Linked DNA regions of Mus musculus: regions 1 and 3 are each linked to region 2. The links are chromatin contacts, called in public promoter capture Hi-C maps. All regions are on one chromosome and are shown on one strand. The core of a region is the stretch at or near the end of the contact, and the rest is flanking DNA. Distances in the headings are between cores, read along the strand shown. Region 1 holds the start of Ndufb4 (NADH:ubiquinone oxidoreductase subunit B4). Region 2 holds the start of Kpna1 (karyopherin (importin) alpha 1). Region 3 holds the start of Polq (polymerase (DNA directed), theta).

What was found. Promoter capture Hi-C pulls out the DNA fragments that hold promoters and counts their contacts.
Region 1: a contact with region 2 is called in a promoter capture Hi-C map of pre-B cells, with 5 times the contacts expected there. The contact joins the promoter of Ndufb4 here to the promoter of Kpna1 in region 2. A contact is called at or near these places in 2 of 39 promoter capture datasets (liver and pre-B cells) and 1 of 9 other capture datasets (adipose tissue).
Region 3: a promoter capture Hi-C map of pre-B cells shows a contact between it and region 2, with 12 times the contacts expected there. The contact joins the promoter of Polq here to the promoter of Kpna1 in region 2. A contact is called at or near these places in 10 of 39 promoter capture datasets (the 3T3-L1 cell line, 3T3-L1-derived adipocytes, the C10 cell line and 5 more), 1 of 484 Hi-C or Micro-C datasets (muscle stem cells), 2 of 115 datasets of contacts at active chromatin or transcription factors (astrocytes and large pre-B cells) and 2 of 9 other capture datasets (adipose tissue and liver).

What each region holds. Positions count from the first base shown.
Region 1 is chr16:37,651,826-37,656,159 of GRCm38.p6, forward strand. Ndufb4 (NADH:ubiquinone oxidoreductase subunit B4) reads right to left here and starts at 2,543. Exons shown (of 3, transcript NM_026610.1): 1 at 2,355-2,543. The coding sequence starts at 2,534.
Region 2 is chr16:35,980,301-35,985,291 of GRCm38.p6, forward strand. It overlaps Kpna1 (karyopherin (importin) alpha 1), which reads left to right and starts at 3,063. Exons shown (of 14, transcript NM_008465.5): 1 at 3,063-3,208. It overlaps Gm15564 (a long non-coding RNA gene), which reads right to left and starts at 3,029. Exons shown (of 2, transcript XR_001781900.2): 1 at 2,752-3,029.
Region 3 is chr16:37,008,738-37,013,628 of GRCm38.p6, forward strand. Polq (polymerase (DNA directed), theta) reads left to right here and starts at 3,049. Exons shown (of 30, transcript NM_029977.2): 1 at 3,049-3,322; 2 at 4,370-4,549. The coding sequence starts at 3,163.

The sequences.
Region 1 (4,334 bases), core at 1,293-3,792, 1.7 Mb after region 2:
AAACAAACTTGAGAGATTTTGTTAAGTCTCCGTTATGTGACTGCCTCCTCAGTAGAGATCTTTACAATGTCATACAAGGTCCATGTGATCAAGTCGCAGGGATCTCTTTGACTTCGGTTTGTCACTGTACCCCCCACTATTTTATCCATAACAGTCTCATAAGAAACAAAACTTCATCATCGAAATACATTCTATGTAATTCTCACCAATGCATCTAATATAAAATAAAATAACACAATTAATAAAGATGTTATTTTTAAAAAGGCAATCATGTTATAAGGACATAAAATGAAACTTGGCTCCACCTCCTGAGTACTAGGTCTGCTAACATATTTTGAAATAGCTCTCTGGTATAGTTTGAGATATATTAAATGCTAGAGCTGGTCTTGTACCTACAGTGTCTTCTAATTGGCACACTCTTTCCCTTTCCCTCAAGCTAACTCCTTTGGTTCACTTCTTTCAGATCCTTACTTAAATGTCATGCTCCAAGAATGGGATTGTGGCTCAGTGGTGAGCGCTTCCCTCCCATGTGAGACCATGGATTTGATCCCAAACACTACAAAACAAACAAACAAAAACAAGATGCCCAAAGCCCTGTTCCAAACAGGTGCTTCCTTCCCTGGTGCACGCAGGGTTGACCCCACCCTTATTTTCTGTACCACTCACCACCGGCTCAAACACCAAATGATTCAGATTTCTAACGCACTTAGTATTTGTCATCCCCATTCCAAACACAGGTAGCTCTACAAGGCCAGGGACTTCCAGCTGGCTTTGTACTCTCAACTCAGCATCTTCGTCTCATAATAGGTCCTGAGCAGTTATTTTTGACCTAATTAGTTACCCCTAAAGACTAGACAAAGGGTGCACAAGTTTTGGCTGGTAAACGATTAATGGGGCAGCTAAGGAGGCAGGTGTCTCTATTTCTATTAGAGATGCGAAATGGAAACTTCCCTGGGTTACAGAGATCAAAAAACAGACGACTGGGGGTTCAAACTTCACATCTGACTGAGGCCTTACTCTAGTTACTTTTAAAAAGTTAAACAAACAAACAGGCCCCGTGTTGTGGTTCATGCCTTTAATGTGAGCACTCACAAAGCGGAGGCAGGTTGATCTCTGTGAGTTCAAGGCCAGCCTGTTCTACATACTGATTTCCAGGACAGCCAGGGCTGCTGTATATTCAGACCCTGTCTGAAAAAAAAAAAAAAATAGTAACAATCCCATGCTATCTAGCTTATAGTATAGAACAGGTGTATCTCTTTCACCATGTAAACAAAGGTCTGCTTGAGGATACTCTATCTGTGCAGAAGGTAATATAAGTCACACAGACTAGGGTGTGTGACCTGTTTCTGGGTGTCACTGTCCATACAGTCTCATCTAGAAAGCCAAGAGACTAACACAGTAACCTCTGTGAATGACTGCGACATTTAATTTTTTTAAATGTCTTTCAGACCAGGCATGGGTTTCAAGTGGCAGTAACCCCAGTATGTGAGGCTGTGGCTGGAGGACCTGGCATTCTGAGCCACCTGGAGACTAGCATTGAACCTGACCACTTTGTGTAACTTTCCCTTGGTTGTTCTAACTTTCAAAAATGATAGAGAATATGTATGCAATTGTTGGAAAATCTTTATTTAAAAAAAAATCCCATTTGAGATATTTAGACAGCTTTTACAGAAGAAACTGTCTAAAAGCACACTTGCCAAAATATTTTTTTAGTGATGTATGTTACATACATAGTAATGCTACGTACTTTCTTGTTTGATTTCACAAATCTGACGGATGCACACCATTTTCCACGAGAACACAAAAAAGCTATGGTTTGAGAGGGATTACGTAAATTGCCCAGGGATCATAGTTGGTTATTATATGGGGCCATGAGGTCTGCTTCCAAAGCCGAATGCATCAAAGCCTCAGCTTCTATAACACACTTCATTTGAACAACCCCTATTCTCAAGAGAAAGAAAGAAGTGTCCTTGAGAGTTAGGAGCTGAATGGCACAAAACAGCTTTTTATGCAGTACACTTGGGAGAACCGGGCTTGAGCACGCCCTTTTCGAGGAAGATACTGTGCTAGATTAGTCAGTCATGTGTTAATCTGCCTCAAAAGATATGAAGGACCATATTATGGCCATGTTTCAGACAAGAAAGCCGAGACTATGCAGAGTGGAACAAGTTTCTCTAAACCAAGGGGGAAGCCGTCCGATCCCTTTGACCACTGAGCCGAAGGCCGAAGTTGAAGGGCCAAGGGCTGTGCGGCTCGGGGCCGGTGTCCAGCACACGGAGGGAGCTGGGCGGCCCCGCGTGTGCCCACGCGAGATGCGGCTGCCCCGGCCCACAGTCCCGCCCGGCCCCACTCACGATGTGCGACACGCGTTTGGGGTCGTTGTACTGAAGCAGATACTCCCGTTTAAGCCGGGCCCTTATGCTCAAGCGCTCGACCTGCGCCCTTCTGGTCTCCGGAGACACGTCATACTCGGCAGGGTCGAGGGTACTGGGGAGAGTGGCCAGGGGCGCAGGCTTATACTTGGAACCCGACATCTTGACTCCCGGCGCACATCTGCGCCTGCGCGGATATGAGGGCTGCCCTCTCGAGTCTGACCTTCAGGCTCAGGAAGTGCGCCTGCGCGCGCACAAGGCGCTCTGGCAGGAAGGGGCGGGAGAGGGGTGGGGTTCGAGGCTGGGTGGAGCCTTTGCCAATCCTCCTTCACGCCCTCGTCCCGCGTATTCTGCGCGTGCGCACTGCTTCTCGTTTTGCCTCCTCTTGTCTGGTGGTAAACTCCTTTTCTCTCTGTGCTACTACTTGTTTGCAGAACTGATTTCCTGAAGTTGAGTAGACTAGAGGAGACTGGGAAACTGGGTTGTCTGTGACTCCTGAAGTCCTACAGTCCAGGGTGGGTTCTTCCAACCTGGGTGACCTTGTCATTAGTCAAGGTCATTAGTGTCTCCCAAATTTCCTTTTTCTTACCCTGGAGAAATGACCTTGACTCTGCACTCCTAGCAAGGTTGTTGGAATTAAATGAGACATTGAAAACAATGAAATTGCTTTTCAAACATTTCCCTAGCTACGCCCCACCCCAAACAAAAAAGAGAATAAGCTTTCTAAAGGTTACCACTTTAGGACCAATCCACTGTTAACCCCAAAGATGGGAGGAGAAAGACCACCGACTCAGATCATCTCGTCCAGATTAATTAAAGTCAGGTTTTTATTCCTGTACACGAGCTGCCTCCCCCTGCCTCCTCCTAAGGCAAGGTTCATTGGATGTGAGGAAGGCTTTTATAGCTCAGAGGTAGAGGAGTTCTAAATGGGGGATTTGTGGCAAAATAGGAGTTACAGGAGCAGAATATAGGCATAATAAGTTAGTCTCCTGAAACAAAGACACAAAGGCAGTCATAACAGCAGGTAGTCATACAAGGTACCCATACAAACCTTTTGCAAGATAAACATTAACTTTTTGAAACAAAAATGTGAGTGCTATTCCTGGAACAGGCAGTACAGAACCATTTGTAGTTAAGGTTACAGGTGGGGCATAGCCCAATCTTTGATTAATTAACAGCTTTAATTCATCAAGTTAATTTGTTTAACTTAGTTTGTCTTTACTATCAGATGGCTTTTAAACCTAAGATGGAGGCAGACTGGTTCTTCACCACCTAAGTATAAGCTTATCTTTTGAAGACATAAAATACTGTTTAAAAGGAGAGTGGGGTTACAGAGCAAGTTTTACCTGGCTGTAGTAGATCAGAAAATAATAAAGAATGAAACTCCTGAGTAAATACCTTAGTGAAAATGCAAACAAAACAAAACAAAAACACCTCTCTTAAATCCTCAGCACTCCTCAGGTGCTGAAAGTAAAAGACATCCTTTCAGATAGGAAAGTAACAAGCAGAATAACAGTGCATTCCCGCAAACCCTTGGGAGGCTGAGGCAGGAGCTCTGAGCTCAAGGCCGGCCTGGGGTACACCACAAACCTCTGTTTCAAGAGAATAAGAACAGGAAAGATGATTTGGAGAGTAAATGAAGGTAACATGCAGCTCTCAGCATCTCTGCACCTCCCGCTCCCATCCCCCCTCCAATGCTCCACCCCCTGTCACCACCCCTCCTTACTCCCTCCCACTCACACTCCTCACTCCCCCACCCCCACCCCCACACACTATCACTAAGGGGAAAGATCAACTTCAAGGCACACAGCAGGGTCCTTAGCTTCCCATAAAACACTCCTCAGGAGGCAACAATGGAAACAATAACACCAACAAGGAAAGCTAGATCAAAAAAGAGCTTCAACTTGGCTCAAACTTCCGGGGACATGTAGGTATGTGGGGGGAGTGGTTGCTAGGCAGTGA
Region 2 (4,991 bases), core at 1,813-4,312:
CGAGAATATTCATAATAGCAAAAATACTGTTACTTTTTGTACTTCTCAAAATAAAAAACAGAGAAACATAAAAGACCAGATATGTGTACAGGCATTATGTTTCTGTGTAAAGTCATTATGCAGCTGTGGTCTACTGTAGTGGAGGTGGATCAACCCTTCCACTACTAAAAACCTTAATGAAGAGGTACTGAGGTAGTGCAAGACACAGAAGAGAGCCCCACACTTGTCCTTGCTTTCCCAAGCAGTCAGTGACTGAGGATTGCAAATCCAATGATCAAGGTTTTGTCTGCCTCATGGGGCTGAGGAGGCCTTGCCAAAGAGAAGAGACCTAGACTTTTGGTTAGGACGCTCACGACTGTATCTACTTGGGAGTAAGGGTGGATTAGGGAATAACCAACCTCCACAAGGTTGAATGAGTCTTACCTCCTGAGCAGAATATAATGATCAGATATCAGCTCAGCTATGGTCAGGCAGTCATTGAAGGAAGCCAGGACAGGAACTCCAGCGGGTTGATACAGAGGCCATGGAGGGATGCTGCTTACTGGCTTGCTCCTCCTGGCTTAGTACACTTCTTTCTTATAGAATCCAGAACCACCAGCCCAGTGATGGTACCATCCACAATGGGCTGAGCCCTTCCCTAGCAATCACTAATTAAGAAAATTCCTTAAAACTGTATCTCCTGGAAGCATTTTCTCAATTGAGGTCCCCTCTTTCCAGAGGATTCTAGCTTGGGTCAAATTGGCAACACTAACCCCTAAGTCTCTCTGATAGAACACTTTCTCCCAAGCTGCTTTGCTCAAATTCAGCTTCCATGTAAACAAGCACACTCTTAGTGGAGAAGATGATACTGACGCAGAAGGAAGAAAGTGAGAAGAAAGGGAGAGAAGGACTGAGGGATCGAGAAAGTTGTTCTAGTTTGCTTTCGGTTGCTATGATAAAACTAACCAAAACAACTTGGGGGCAGGCATTTCAGCTTACAGTGCATCTTTGAGGGAAGCCAGGACTGGAATTCAAGGCAGGAACCTGGAGGCAGTAATTGAAGCAGATCATGGAGGAATTTGGTCCCTGGCTTACTCTCAGCTTGTTATCCTATACAGCCCAGAGGTGGCACCGCCCACAGTGAGTCTCACATTTATCGTGAGTCAGGAAAACACCCCACCGACGAGCCTTCAGGCCAATCTGGTGGGAGCAGTTAGCCCATGTGGTCCTTTTTCTCCTCCTGTCTTACATTTATAGATGTATTGATTCGAAGAGTAAAAAAGTAAAATAATGACTGCCCTGAGAACTGGCGCTGCGGGATGAACCGAACGCTGGGTTAAGGCGCCCGATGCCGACGCTCATCAGACCCCAGAAAAGGTGCTGTTCCTCTCGTACTGAGCAGGATTATCATGGCAACAACACATCATCAGTAGGGTAAAACTAACCTGTCTCACGACGGTCTAAACCCAGCTCACGTTCCCTATTAGTGGGTGAACAATCCAACGCTTGGTGAATTCTGCTTCACAATGATAGGAAGAGCCGGTTAGACAAGCGCAGAAGGGAAAGAGAAGATAGACAGAGCTGGTTTGAAAATTGGTTTAATAAGTCTCCTTGGTTTACCACCCTTGTTTCTACCCTTGCCGGTCCCCTAATCATCCTTTTGCTTTTGCTCACTTTTGGACCTTGCATTCTTAATAAGTTAGTGGCTTTTGTAAAAGACAGGGTTAGTGTTGTACAGGTAATGGTGCTCCGACAACAGTACCTGACTTTGCCGAAAGAAGAAGAGGGGTCGCTCTAAGATTAGAGCTACTCACAAGAAGAAGTGGGGAAATGAAGAGTAAAAAAATAAAATAATGACTGCCCTGAGAACATGGGCCCCCGCCCCCGGCCAGATGGCCTAATTCCCTGGAACTCTTGGGAAAAACAACCACAAAATGTTTCAATGTCCCAGGTGCCTTGAAGTAAATATCCGCCCCTAGACTTCCCCTGTTTCCTCTCCCATCCTCCCCCTAGGTTCTGGTTTTTACCTTTATAAACCTGCTGGAAAATAGGGTTGGGGTCAGACTCCTCTACCCCTGCGTGGTGTATGGGTCTCGACCTCAGCATGCTGGTTTGTGTGCCATTAAAAACCTCGTGTGTTTGCAGCAAGCGTGACTGTGGCTTTCTGGGCTCGCGATCCCTGAGACTTGAGTGAGGGTCTCCCTTCGGGGGTTCTACAGATTCATGTCCGGTGCTCCTCAGTATTCCTTTTAAACTGACTTGTTAAACCGTGTCCTGTGGTTGTGATTTTCCTGTGACCTCTACTTGCTGTCTTAAAGTGTTCCTTTGAAGCCACCGCTCTACTCCCCAGAAAGAAAAAAAAATTCTATCATGTAACGGTTAAGTCATTTCCCTAAATATTTTGTTTTAGCGTGCCTTCTCATAGCAACGCAAATATTTTCGCTGGAAATTGCCGTTTTTGAGATAGGGGTCTTTCTACGTAGTAATGCTGGTCTAGAATTCGCCATTCTCCTGCCTCAGACTTCCTAGAGCTGAAAATACAGGCGTGCGTTACCGTCATGCTAGGCTCAAAAAGCGATTTAATGTTATATGATACTAATAAATTACCGGGTAAGATGGGTGAGAACTGAAGAGAATACCCAGAAAGTTCCTGCAAACGGGTTGCATGTGAATTCTTTGAACGTGAGACACTGACGTATTTTGTAATACTCCCTCAGCCTCCAACCATGCCATCATTCATCCAATAAGCATGCTCGGCTGTGAGGTACCTACCATGTGAGAGGGAAGCTATATTGATGTGAGGGGGAATCCGTCCATTCTGGAAGAGCTTAGTAAGGACAAGTTTGTTTCCATAACTTCTATATGTCTGCGCTTTTACTGACTGCCAACCTGGTCCGCAGAGACCCACGCCCTGGCCGCCGCCTTTTCCCTGGCCGCCGCTAGCCTAGGGCGTCCACGCTCGGAGACTCCGCTTCCCGGCAGCCCCTGCGGCAGGCGGCGGAGAAGCGCACGCAGGCGCGCCGGCCGGCCCCCGCACGCAGGCGCAGTGCGCACGCCGGCTGAGCTGGGTCTCGCGGCTCTGTGAGCGGCAGCGGAGAGCGAGGCCTGGTGAGCGCCGCCGTGGTGCGCGCCGGCTGGTCAAGGTTGTGCGCAGAAGAGGCGCAGCGGGCGGGCCAAGAGCGAGCGTCTCCCTCTTCGTAGTGGCACCGGGACCGGTCGCCTGGAGCCGGTGAGTGGGGGCACCTCGCGGCCCCTCCCCCTCGGCGGGCGGCTCTGGGTCCCCCTCCGCGGACCCGAGGGAGGCCCCGGGGCGAAGGCGGACGCGGGCGGAAGCCGGAGCTGGCTCGGGCGCGCCGGGGACCGGACCCTCGCGTCGCTCCGGTGCGTCACGGGCCCGGCGGTCCTAACGGCCGCGCGGCGGCGGAGCGGGGTGGGGGTGGGGAACGCTGGTGCTCGCCGTGAGGAACGCCGGTCGGGGCGGGGCGGCGCGGCGCGGCGCGGCGGTGGAAGCGGCGTCGGGGACTGCGGGGCGCCGGGCGGCGGCGCGGAGTCTGCGCGCCGCGCTAGCTTGAGGGCGGGGGCGGGCGGCGCGGAGTGCGGTGGCTGAGGCCGAGGCGTGCGGGGCCGATCGGGGAGTTGGCAGGTTACCACCGGGGCCGGTGTTTGGAGGGAGGTGGGGGTGGAGACGGGAGGCTTGCAGTTTACAGATGTCATAACTACGCGGGCCTGGAGCTGCTGACGGGGGTGTGGTAATTATAGCAATGACAAGTTGGTCGGCTGTGTGAGCCGGCGATGCGAGGGAAACCGCCAAGCCTTAGCTGAGGCTCGCATTGGGAGCAGAAAACTGGAGGGTGACTGGGATCAGGGACATCGGCAAGAAAGAATGTGTGGGTTGAATGCAGCTGCTTCCAAACCACTTTTCAATGAAAAGTTTCACATGAATTGATTTTAAGGCTTAAACTTCGGCTTGGTAAATTACTATAGGAATCAGCCACCGAGAAATGCTTTTGAGATATTAAACACTATTGTCTGGCCTTTTCCCTCTTAAAAGAGTTCCGTCAAACACCTCCTTCCTCCTCCTCCTCCTCCTCCTCTTTTTTTTGTGTTTTTGTTTTTGTTTTTTTTCGAGACAGGGTTTCTCTGTGTAGCCCTGGCTGTCCTGGAACTCACTCTGTAGACCAGGCTGTCCTGGAACTCACTCTGTAGACCAGGCTGTCTTGGAACTCAGAAATTCACCTGCCTCTGCCTCCCAAGTGCTGGGATTAAAGGCGTGCGCCACCACTGCCCAGCCTGTTTTTTTTTGAGGTTGGGTTTTGTTTGGTAGGCTGGCTTTGAGCTTCTTATCCTGCCCTGGCCTTCGGGGTGGCAGGATTTCAGAGTCACACAGAAACTACACAGTCAGTTCAAAATTTCCATCAGTCTAGATATCAAAGTAGGTACTAACTAGTCCCAACCTTCTTGCCTGTAGGTTGCCTTTTCTTTGTTTTTGAGACAAGTCTCACTATTTAGTCATGGCTGGCCTAGCATTACATTGGTTGTCTTGAACTCAAAACACTCCTGCCTCAGCCTCTCAAGTGTTTGGGGTTACAGCATGCCTGCACGTGCGGGTGTTAGTATAAATTTGTATTCATGATGTGTACAACATTTACTTATTTATATACTTACTTTTAGATAGGGTCTCATTACATAGCTCTGGAATTCTTACATAGACCAGGCTGCCACTGAACTCAGAGATCCACCTGCCTCTGCTCTTGGAATTCTGAAATTAAAGACGTGTGTTGTCACACCTGACCTCCTTTCTCCATTTTAAAGGCTGAAAGGTCTAAATTTTGAAAGGAACTTGAGAATGGTTTAGCTTTTTAGTTTTGCTGAAATAACTTATTCTTGGCGGATTATCGTTTATGTGATATACAATTTTAAGATGGAGGCCTGAGAAGAAGTAAAGAAATAAAAGCAAATTTACAGCAACTTTGAAGCAGATATTAGCTTTTCCTAGCATAAATGAAAGCACG
Region 3 (4,891 bases), core at 1,799-4,298, 1.0 Mb after region 2:
TAAATTTAAAAAGAAAAAGGTGTTAAGCTAGGAGTATCAGAAGGTCAGAAAGAAATATATGCTAGCCACAGGGAGGATTAGAAGTGCCCAGCCATTGAGCTAGCTAAGGCATATAAAAATTAACTGGTGTGTGTGTGTGTTTCATTCAAGAATCCAGCAGCCAGAATAGAGCAGTTTAACTAATTTAATGCTCTACAGGAAAGGGAGTTGGACAAGAGTCTGGGAGTAAACTTTTAAAATTAGAAGTCAGTTTGCACTCATTTCTGGATGTTCTCTAAGCCTTGATGGGGTTGGTCTAGCCTCTCTCTTGATATATACCTACTTAAGAATAAACTTCTTTCCCCTTCCACCTACATTTCAGATAATTTTCCCTCTGTAGCTCCTAAACACAATCCCTTAAGAATCATCTTCTGCCTTTCCTCATAGTCAAGCAGTACATGAAAAGGCAATTAAAACATGTTATCGAAGCCAGGAATTCAGTTACTTTTCACCTATCAGTTTCCACCTTATTTTATGAGACAAGCTCTCTCATTGAGGCTATTTAAACAAGCCCCAGGAATCCTCCCATCTCTAGCTCCCTAGTGATGGGATTAAAGGTGGTTGCTGCTGTCTGGCTTATTGCGTGGGTGCTAGTGGGGAACTTAAGTCTTCTCTTTTACTGAGTTCAGTCACTGCTGCCTGTCGGAAAATTGACTGATCTTGTTGTTTTGATCATGTGACCACAGCTGTGGTGAGTTCACGGAGTGCAACAGCTATGTCACGTCCAGAAGACAGCATCTCACAGCACTGCCCCCATCCTCCTTACATTCTTTAGGCCCCTCTTCCCAAGTGTTCTCTGAGCCTTGGAAGGGTTTATATCGATACCCCTCTTAGGATTGAACATTCAACAGTCATCTGTTCCCAGCGCTCTGACCAATTATGAGTCTCGGCATTAGCTACAGAAAGATGTTTCTCTGCCAAAGTTGAGAATAAGATTAGTCTATGGGTCTAAGGATACATTTTTGATGGCAAAGTAACATGCCCATTTAGCAATTCAACACCAGTCGATTGCTTATTGGGGCCTACAACCTCCCGAAGTGTGGGTTTATGGCCAGGTATATGGTAGTGATATTTTTGAGAAGTAGCTTTGGGTTTAGTTTTGAAGACTTAAAAAATACTGGGAATAAATATTGAAGATTTGAATGCGTAGTTTAGGCTTGTGGCAGGACACAGACCATCCCTTTCAATGCTTCCCCAGTGGACTTTCTTATCTCCTCATGGTTCACATAATAAAGTAAGTTAGTATTCGATGGGCTAATCGTAAGAGACTTCTCTGGCTTATTCTTTCTTCATTACAGTCTTGAATTATTATTAGGGCTTGTTAAAATATGTAATGTAATTTTCTCTGAACAGAACTTATGTGGCAGCCCTGGTCTCAGCATTCTGTATACTCATCCACAGATAATAGACTCCTACTCTTCTCATATGATGTGGGAATACTGAGGGGTTATGCAAGATGCCCAAGATAGCACAGTCAATACATTCTAAACCCAGACCCAGACTGTGTAGGTCTACAGCTGGACTTTTAGTTTCCACTGAGACTATAAGTCAGGATTCCTTTGATAGTCCTCTGTTCCTAGGAATTTCTCCCTGAGCAGTAGTCACAATTTAAATTAATAATTAATTTAGTCAATGTTTGTACCAGTATCTTTCAGAGCAGGAAGCGTTCCACCCTGCATCACTGACACTGAGACTAGTGTACTGTTGATGCCCAATAATTTCCTAGTGAATAAATGCATAAAGGAAGGAAGCGTTTCTTTCATGGAGTAATGCCTCCCTCTGGTGGGATTTTAGAATATTGTTTAACCACTTCCTAAATTCACTCCCCACATCCTTCCCCCAAACCAATGGCCATAATTTCTTCAGGATAGGCTTGTCACCCACTTGTTGGCTTGGTGAGATGAACTGTGGAACTAGGCAAGTACCAGGCACCGATTTACGTCCAGAAGTTGGTCAAAGCACATCTATAACTAACTTCCTTGTTCAGAATGACCCCTCATGTGCTTTCAGAGCCTCCTCTTTCAACACCAAAGGGATCTATCCAGAATCTCCAGTTCTGATCATACAATCCTCAGGATATAACCGCAGAAATAATCCCTTCCCTATCAACTGCCAACACAGAAGTGCAGTTCTCAACTCAGAGGGAATAAGAAAATTTATTCTGGAACAAATATGAGTTACTATGGCCCCAGGGACAAATTTAAATTGTTCTATATACTGTTTTGTGGTAGCAGTTTTACAGAGTTTTTATATTTCCGAGCAAAGAGAGCTATAACTGAAGACGTTTAAAGATACATTGATGTTAATGGAAACTTCAGGTAGGTTAGATCCAGCAAATCAAGAGAAACTTCTGCTGTAAGGCTCAGATGCATATAACATGCTTAGCTTTTGGGTTGGTGGAAGCTACATTCCCAAATTCGTACATTCCCAAACGACTTACTTAATAGTCACAAGAACATGACAGAGTTGTGTGACCAAACAAGTGGCTATTTAAGGGGCCGAGATAACCCAAAATAATTGACACTGAACCAGTCTACAGCCTGGAATGTTTAACCCGGGCGTGTCCTCTACTCCACCCCCATCTGTTATTTTAATTCACGTATTTGACAAGAGGAAAACCGCACAAATTACGCTCTACCAAAAAACCCTACTTTTTTTTTTTTTTTTACACAATCTGAAGAAACAAAAAAGAAACAAACACAATACAATAGTAAAGAAGAGATACTTTCCTAATCTATTCACATAAGGGCAACTCATTAGCTTCCGATTCAAACCAGAAATAAGTAAAAACAGGAGGAATGTTTTTAGAACAATCTACGAATGCAGTCAGATGCTCCGTTCCTTTTAATGTCTCCAGCACTCTATCCCCTTTTCTATCCCCAGCCGCCAGCGGAGGCCGGAAGCCAGATATCAGCGCGGGCTGTTCCGTCCCTCACCACTCTATGGTAGTCGGGTTATTCTAGCCAGGAGAACTCTGTGGTTCCGGGGCGTGCTGGGAGGCCTGCATTTGAAGATGGAGGCGGGAAGATGGAGGCGGTAGCTGTCACTAGGTTGGGGTTCTCCCGCGCGGGAGGCCTATGGGACTGTGTCGTGTCCTGAACAGTCGAGAGGAGCTTGTTTGCAATGAGTCTTCCGCGCCGGAGTAGGAAACGGCGGCGTTCATCGTCCGGCTCCGACACGTTCTCGGGAGATGGTGATAGCTTTGTTAGCCCTCAGCTCCGGTGTGGACCGGTGCTGAGTCCACCTCCGGGGCTGGGACGCGGCCGGAGGCTCACAGGGACAGGTACTCGACCCGCGGGGCCGACGCGGCCGAGGGCAGCAGGGGTTGAGATGGGCTGCGAGAGTATCAGGGCCATGCACTCCCGCACCGGAGCTGGATAGCTGGAGGCAGGGCTGCTATCCAGTACCCGGCCTGGGACTCAACCCTGGGGATGGCTTCCCTCTTGGCCAGCATGCACAGCTGATGGTGTTTTAGTCCACCACTGCCCCAGTAGATATGGGCGTTCTTTGGTTTTTGGGTCTTTACACCTTCCCAGAAACAACTTCCAAGTTGGCCAGATCCTGTCACCATGTCGAGGGTTTGCTTAGGATAAATGTCCAGTGGTACAACTTCATATATATAAGTACCAAATTTCTGGGTGTGGTGTAGGATGCAGGCTCTTTGGACTGCAAAGAGCAAAGCTGGAAGGCACATGTTGTCTTAGAACCTTAACCCAGTTCTTGTTTGCTTTTTTGAGATAAGGGCTTGCTCTAGGTCAGGCTGGGTGCTGTCTCGATCTCGGACCAAGGGTGTTTATCCGTAAATGTTGGGATTATAGGCCTACACCAGTGCATTTCATAATTCTTTGCCCTTGGTTATGCAGATACCTCAGTACTAAATCGTAAAGAGAAACTCATCTAACAGCTTTGTAATGCTTAATCACCCTTCTACCTCCACATCTGTACAAACTTTTTATTCAGTGTGTATAGCACACTTTTTGGTTTTTTCGAGACAGGGTTTCTCAGTATAGCCTGGCTGTCCTGGAACTCAACTTTGTAGACCAGGCTGGCCTTGAACTCAGAAATCCATCTGCCTCTGCCTCCCAAGTGCTAGGATTAAAGGCTTGTGCCACCACCGCCCAGCTATAGCACACTTTTGTTTGTGGCTCTTAAGAGTTTTCAAATTTTCATCTAGTAAATAAAAAATTGCTAGCATTTTTCTGTATAGGATCAGTTTCTTAATAGGTCTCTAGAAGTGAAGATGTGTTTTAAGTTTGGTAGGAATTCAAACAGGTTTAACTACTAAACTTGTATGTTGGAGGTAATTAAATTGTTTTTGTTTTTCTGAAAGGAACAAACAAGCGAAGAGTTTCTGATGACCAGATAGACCAGCTGCTGTTGGCAAATTGGGGACTTCCTAAAGCAGTTCTGGAGAAATACCATAGTTTTGGTGTAAGAAAGATGTTCGAATGGCAGGCAGAATGCCTTTTGCTTGGTCACGTCTTGGAAGGAAAGAATCTAGTTTATTCAGGTATTCAAATTTATGTAAACTCCTTTCACTAAAATTATCAGTGTGAACAATTCTCTTTTGGGTTGGTTACATTTTTTAAACAGGAGGAATGTCATCATTTGCATCCTGACATCATGAAAGTTCTGTTGTGTGGTAGAGGAGGGAAACAAGGACATTTGCAACGTATGTAGGAAAAATTCTGCTTGTTTAATTTAACGTATGTCTCAGTGAGTCTGAGTCTGTAATGCTTAACGTATGTCTGAGTGAGTCTGTAAGAGATGCCAGCCTGCTCTTTCCTCATTTGATCTCAGTTGCTTTTAACTTTTGTATTCATAACTGAGGTGATTGTGCAGGGTCATACTT